2 separate regions of the Gossypium hirsutum genome follow, and region 2 is linked to region 1. The links are chromatin contacts, called in public Hi-C maps. All regions are on one chromosome and are shown on one strand. The core of a region is the stretch at or near the end of the contact, and the rest is flanking DNA. Distances in the headings are between cores, read along the strand shown. Region 1 holds the start of LOC107954750 (indole-3-glycerol phosphate synthase, chloroplastic). Region 2 holds the start of LOC107954748 (protein ACTIVITY OF BC1 COMPLEX KINASE 7, chloroplastic).

Region 1 (3,684 bases), core at 883-3,382:
ATGAATCCAAAAATAACCTGAACAATTCAAAACTGATGAAACCATAATAATAACAAAGAAAGCTCTGTCTAACCTCTACAAGAGCTGCCAAACCAAGCATCTTGCAGATTTTAATCATGTATCTGATGTCAAGATCGGGCAAAACAGCAGCAATTAGAAGTATAGCATCTGCTCCTTTAATTCGAGCATAATATATCTGCCATGCATCTATCACAAATTCTTTGCACAATAGAGGACACTGCATTCGTTATGATGGCAAGATGTATACCGATTAACCAAGTGTATATAAAAAGAAAAAAAATCAAGATTATAGATCAAATAACAAATGACTTATCCAACAAACCTTTACTCCAGCATTACGTATTGCCTCCAAATTTTCAAAGCTTCCCTTGATTGAAGAGTAGCAAGTCAGAGAATTAATAAATAGACTAAGCAACTGGATACAAAATCTTCAAAAACAAAAATAAAAATGACTATGTTTACCTTAAAATACTTTTCATCAGTCAAAACACTCAGACAAGCGGCTCCACCCTTCTCATATGCTCTAGCAATCTCAACCTATCACAAGAAACATAAATATATCACAAATTACTCAGTAATAAAAAGAAATAGAATGATACAATAAAAATAGATATGGAAGGTTAGTTCACTCTTTCTCCAAGGTTTTACCTGGATTGAAACATACTCTAAAATATCAAAATTTCCTCCCAACCATAATTCCAAGAAGACAACTTCAATCTTATATAAAAAAAGATATGGAAGGTTAGTTCACTCTTTCTCTAAGGTTTTACCCGGATTGAAACATACTCTAAAATATCAAAATTTCCTCCCAACCATAATTCCAAGAAGATAACTTTAATCTTATAGAGTATCTATACTTGTATTATCTTATAAACCATGCAGGAGGTAGAAAGCTGACAAATGTTTATTGAATAATATCTGATTAATTCATTAATAACATCATAAATATACCAGATGGTGTTTATAAATTCTAACCCTCAAACCTCACTAGCGGGTTTTCATCCGCAGGACATTTTATGAGTCCTCCAATCTCGTTGAGAGAAGAACCTCAATTTTATGACAAATCCAGTCAAATTTTCGTATCAAAATTTCTAGTATCATAAACGCCGTTAGATGAATGATAAATGTACCATTAGATATATTTATTTATAAAAATAAGTATATTATTAAATTAGGATAATTTTCTTCCAAAAAGTATGGACTAGAAATAAAGAAAGGTACTTAACTGGGTCAAAATTCTCTCTGAGAATTCCTCTGCTAGGCGAAGCCTTCTTAACTTCAGCAATTAAACCAGGCAATCCAGTCTGCAAATGTGCCGCTTTAAGAGACCCGACGAAATCTCTAGTTGGAGGTGAATTCTCGATAACCTTCTTCAATGAAAGCAAAGGCTTCTTCTCTTTCATCTGCCAAACCCAAAAAATCATTATATCACCATACAGTTACAAAAAAAAAAAAAGCAAAGACGAATACCTTGACCTAATTAAAATTGTAAAAATTAAAATTAAAAAAATTTACTTGGGAAACTTCCACATCTTTGTGCCAAACTATTTCTTCAAGAATGTTACGAGGAGTGTTTCCCTCATTCTGTAAACGGAATTCGAAGGGACCCACGTAATGCAAAGGCGGACCCGACGGTGGACGCCGCCGTATTCTAATCCCTTGACTCGCTGCGACTTCGTTTTGCAACATTCCAACTTCCCATTCCTTTACCTTCAAAGAATCTTCCTCGTCTTCTTTTCGCGGAAATATCGTCCCCGACTACACACAAATTTTATTTTAGAAAGAAGAGTATTAGATTCAATGTATGTAAGTAAAATGATTATTATTAATAACCTGTTGAGCTCGAATGGAGGGAAAATGGAATCGCCGATGCTGAAGGTCCATTGAGCGTCTGAGGAAGAAATTAGGTCGCTGATTAGGGGAAGGAATAGATTGAAAGGAAATTCCAGGAGCTGTTTTCATTGAAACTAATCCCTCCATTTTTGCAATTGATGGAAACCCTAGCTCCTGCACTTAGATTTTATACACTTTTTACAGTCGAAGTGGGGAACATGAAAGATATATTTGGTATGTATAAATGGTAATTTCTCCAAGATTTTTGTTTATTTTTTTTCTAATAAAGATTTTTGTTTCCTTTTATTATTAATTTCGTCGTTTTACCTGAATGTGTTTTTTTTGGCAATTTACCATTAAAAGCTTATTTTTTTAAATTTATTGAAATGGGCCTGATATTTTATTATCTACTGGAATAGGTCCTTTTCCCCCTAAAGCGCGTCCACGTCAACGCAAAGTCAGGGAACGTGTCAGCAAATCGCGTCCACGTCAGCGCGCTGTGCTGACATGGCAACAAATCGCGTCCACGTAAGCGCGATTTGTATCCACGTCAGCAAATTACGCTGACGTGGACGCGATTTGATGTCACGTAGCGCGCCCTTGGGGACGCGATTTCCCCACGCGTGAACAGTGCAATGATATTTTTTTTACCGTTGCCCCCCCTAACGGTCAAAAAAAAATCTATAAATACCCCCACCCTTTATTTTTTCACAAACTAATTATTTTCTCAATTTGCTCTCAATTTGCTCTCAAATTCCTTCCAAATTTCTCTCAAATCTATATTTAATCTCAATTTGCTCTCAATTTCCTCTTAAATCCCTATTTTTAAATATTTTTAAATTTTTTTTTAAATCGTAAAAATTTATACGATTTCAGCAATGGCCTGAAAATTGACTCGTCTTAATAAGCAGCACATATCCGTCGAGTAAATGAAAATGGTAAGTGTTAAATTTAATTTTTAAATATTATTTAAGATTTTTTTATTTATGCATTTTTAGATAATTATTAATTTATTATTTGTTATAAAAGTCTGTAGATCGGATATTGGAATGCTATATCCGGAATATGCATGCTCCTCTATCACCGTTGGTAGAGAACTACTTGCGGGAAGTGGGTTTTTGGCACGTGGCGACGGCAGGTCGGGGATGCAAGTTAGACCCAAAACTTATCAGTGCGTTGATCGAGAGGTGGAGACCGGAGACGCACACATTCCATCTTCCATGTGGAGAGTGCACTATCACTTTGGAAGATGTCAGTCTGCAATTGGGATTGTCGGTGGACGGGTACCCAGTTACCGGGTCTGTCCAATCTACCGATTGGGGAGTGGTGTGCTACGAGCTTTTGGGTGCTATTCTAGAGAAAATGGACGGAGGTCGGATAGAGATAAGCTAGTTACGAGACACATCCCCGGATCCGGATGATGATTCAACCGAAGTAGAAAGAATTTGATATGCTCGGGCATACATTCTTCAGATAATTTGAGGTTATTTGATGCCGGACTTGTCACGGAGCCGCGTACATCTAAGATGACTACTGAAACTCGTTGATTTTAGAGCAGCTAGTAAATTGAGTTGGGGGTCTGCCGTCTTGGCAGCATTATATCGGGAGATCTGTGGGGCGACGCGACTGAGTAAAGAAAAATCGGAGGTTGCCTGTCACTACTACAGTCATGGGCACGGTTTCGCTTTCCATTTCTACGTCCTTGAGTGGACCACCCATATACATTCCCGCTCATAACGAGGTAAATTTTATATTATATTTTACAATTATTATGTAGATTTTTAAAAATAATAGTATGCTAAAAATTTATTTAATTAGGTGGAATCATCC
Region 2 (3,684 bases), core at 686-3,185, 210 kb after region 1:
CTGGTCCTCAAATTCCTTAAACAGTACATGAATTGGAGCTCCCAGTTCCTTCTCAATGAAGCCCCTTGCTTTCTTTGGAGAGAATGCAGGGACTTTATCCTGAAAAGCAATACAAATTATCCGCATGGAATGCAAAATTTACACAAAATAAATGAGAATTTGGTACTAGAATTGTTTTATAAAGACAACATCTATGTAGACTTGATAGAAAAATGCAATGATAGAAAGCCTCTTCAAAATTAATAATGACAAAGAAAGCAAGAGTACCTGCAATTTGGCAAGCTCATCGACAAACTCACGCGGAAATAAATCTGATCTTGTCGACGATAACTGTCCAAGCTTAATAAAAGTGGGACCGAGTTGCAATACACGCTCTCTTAGCCATGAGGCAGTTGTTCTTCTCCTCTTTTTCTGCAGAAGATTAAGAAAAGCTATAAGAACCAAAAGCAAAACAAAAGATACAGTTCAAAAGAAACAGAAAAGGTGGAGACTGTGGATATTAGCTAAGTAAGAAATTATAGATAACTACTCTACAATCTATAGATAGAGGGATGTGTTACAAAAGACTAAAAAATCTCACCTGCTTATCCTCAGTGAAGCCCCCTGCATATGCCCATTTGGCATTGTCCAAAAGAACTCGTACACGTAAAGAAATAACAAAAGACCAAACATCTATACTCCTTTGCAAGGAACTGTAATTCTCATTGGCCCAACTGAAATTTTCATCTGAAGGCAGAATCTTTAACTCCTCTAATGGTGGAAGGTCTTTAGACACTCTCGATATAGGCATCTTTACAAGGGATGGACTGTTTTTTCTCCTAACTATGCTAGCACCATTTCCATTTATAACCTGCTTTACACCATTTACCTGCTCCACTTTCCTAGTGGCAGGAGCCTGTCTTTTCACTACTTCACTCGCAGGCACCATTTTAACAGCTCGGCCATTGATTCCTACTTTTGGGGTTGGTTCAGTTTGTTGCATTTCAACTTGAAACCTGAATGACTTACCTGTCATAGGCAGACAATATATTTGCCTCTCAAGATTCACAAAATTATTTGAAATAGAGCCCGAGAAACTGAGAGTACCCACTGCTCTTCCTTGATTCATCATTTCATAATTGCAGGAATAACAACTGTGTGAAGCCAGTATTACTGTCATATCAGCAGAAAACACCTGTGGGATATTAACAGTAGTTCAAATATGAGAAGTAGGAAACTATGAAGAACAATAATAGTAAAACATAAGTATTAAATAAATGACTGAAGAAAGGCTTTAAAGTTAATTTAGTAGGAACAAGTCACATTCCAGCTCTATTATATGAACAATGAACCTTTTACTTAAAAGAGAAAATGAATACGTACAGCCAAATAACTGATCCAACAAAATAATATAGAAATAACCGATCCAACAAAATAACATGATATATGTTAATTATGAATCAAAGACAAGGAAAGGAAAATTGCAGATGGATAAAAATTTCTACAGTAAACAATATAAACTTTAATTCATGAATCAAACTATGCCAACAACATCCCAAATACTGTAAAGAATAATATAATCTCAACGCAAAAGGGGAAAAGAAGAAAGGAACTTGGGTTTTGAAGAAAACACCCACCAGTAAAGAAGATGGCTACGAATTCTTGAATAAGGAGCAATGATATTTATTGGGTTCTAAGGCGTTTCTTGTTTCTTGTTAAGGAATGCAACGATTGAAAGAGAAAGGCAGTCCCTTAGTGGAAAACGAGAGAAGGAGAAACAAGCAAGCAACAATTGCTGGTTGAATTGAATGGGATTAGTAGAGTGTTTACGTGTCTTTCCTTCGTTTACCAAATTCAAGGAATCTGAAGGCAGATCTTTTTGGACTTTTTTTTAAAGAAAATTTTGCCCTTATTTTTCTGGTTTCTGAGGCTGTCCGTTCAAAGACAAAAAATTGTAAGCACAGAGCATCTTCACATGTAACCACGTTAACTACCACGATTGACTATTCGGATTCGTCTACCCGTCGGGTCGGGTTATAAGCGACTCGGGTATAACATCTCAAATAGAAAATGTCTAGGGTTGGCAGGGAAAGGCAGGCGCCTGCCCCCGGAAAATTTCCCTTTTCAAGTGACTTTAAAATTTATAAAATTATAAATAATATACAATAAAATGGGAAAATTCCAAAAAAAACCCTATTTTTTTAAAATTTACCGAAATGGGCCCCATATTTTATTATTTATCGGAATGGGTCATTTTCCCCGAAATCGCGTCCACGTCAGCGCGATGTCAGGGGACGTGTCAGAACATCGCGTCCACGTCAACGCACTTTGCTTAGGTGGACACAAATCGTGCCTACAAGGACACGATTTGCTGACGTGGATGAACAGTTTATGTTTTTTAGCTTGGAAAACTTTGAAAGGCCATAACTTTTCGCTCGGTTGTCCGATTGAGACGATTTTTTTATTTCGAATAACTTTTCGAGATCTACGTGCTGACAAACAGCCGAAGGCGGTTTGCCGCAGTTTTCGTCGAAAAAGATCTTTTTTTGCCCCTAAATTTTGATTTTTTCGATTTAAAATTGAATTTTGAAACATTCAAATCATTATTTTCCTTATTTATTTGAAGTAAACACCGGATTTTTTTACAAGCACAAAAAAGATTCAAAATTGTTACCAACAAGATTTGAACCAACATACTAAGAGAAAAGAGCAAGCATCTTAACCAACTAAGCTAAAATAATTAATTGACATATTATAGAAATATTGTTATTATCTTAATTATATTACTTACGTTCTAACGATTTATCAGACCTATTCCATAAACATGTCAAATCAGAAAAAATAATACAACAATTCTGTAAAAAAAATCCGGTGTTAGTTTCAAATAAATAAGGAAAATAATGATTTGAATGTTTCAAAATTCAATTTTAAATCAAAAAATCGAAATTTAGGGGCAAAAAAGGATCTTTTTCGACAAAAATTACGGCAAACCGCCTTCGGCTGCTGTCAGCGCGTAGATCTCGAAAAGTTATTCAAAAAAAAATTGTCTCAATCGGACAATCGAGCGAAAAGTTATGGCCTTTCAAAGTTTTTCAAGCTAAAAAATATAAATTGTTCATCCACATCAGCAAATCGCGTCCTCGTAGGTGCGATTTGTGTCCACATAAGCAAAGCGCGCTGACGTGGATGCGATGTTTTGACACGTCCCCTGACATCGTGCTGACGTGGACGCGATTTCGGGGAAAATAACCCATTCCGGTAAATAATAAAATACCGGGCCCATTTCGATAAATTTTAAAAAAATAGGACTTTTTTTAGTAATTTGCCCCAATAAAATTATAGTTTCGAACTAAAAATCATAAAATTTTTATTTACAACTTTTAAAATTTATAATGATATAAATTAATATATTAGTGAAATTATATTTTAGTTTTTATAAATACATATAACTTAGTTTTGGCCCCTAAAAAAAGCTTAATACCTCTTGTGGTCCTTGTACTATTTTTTTATTAGTTTGATCCCTATAATTTCATTTTGTATACCTCGTTGCCCACCAATATATTTTTTGTTAAAGAAATTAAATCAGTCAATGGCACGTTATTACGTGTCAATTAAAGTAAAAAAATCTTAATTTTTTAAAAGTTTATTAAAAATTCAAAAAAAATCATAAAAAAATCTGAAAATCCAAAAATAGTCTTAAAACTA

What was found. A called contact is a pair of places that touch in the nucleus more often than the background predicts.
Region 2: a Hi-C map of petal shows a contact between it and region 1, with 2.9 times the contacts expected there. The contact joins the promoter of LOC107954748 here to the promoter of LOC107954750 in region 1. A contact is called at or near these places in 3 of 34 Hi-C or Micro-C datasets (leaf, petal and seedling).

Annotation. Positions count from the first base shown.
Region 1 is chrD07:35,033,043-35,036,726 of Gossypium_hirsutum_v2.1, forward strand. It overlaps LOC107954750 (indole-3-glycerol phosphate synthase, chloroplastic), which reads right to left and starts at 2,133. Exons shown (of 10, transcript XM_016890406.2): 1 at 1,855-2,133; 2 at 1,537-1,779; 3 at 1,248-1,424; 4 at 484-558; 5 at 344-388; 6 at 74-238. The coding sequence starts at 2,001.
Region 2 is chrD07:35,238,479-35,242,162 of Gossypium_hirsutum_v2.1, forward strand. It overlaps LOC107954748 (protein ACTIVITY OF BC1 COMPLEX KINASE 7, chloroplastic), which reads right to left and starts at 1,936. Exons shown (of 18, transcript XM_016890402.2): 1 at 1,617-1,936; 2 at 581-1,174; 3 at 268-411; 4 at 1-99. The coding sequence starts at 1,159.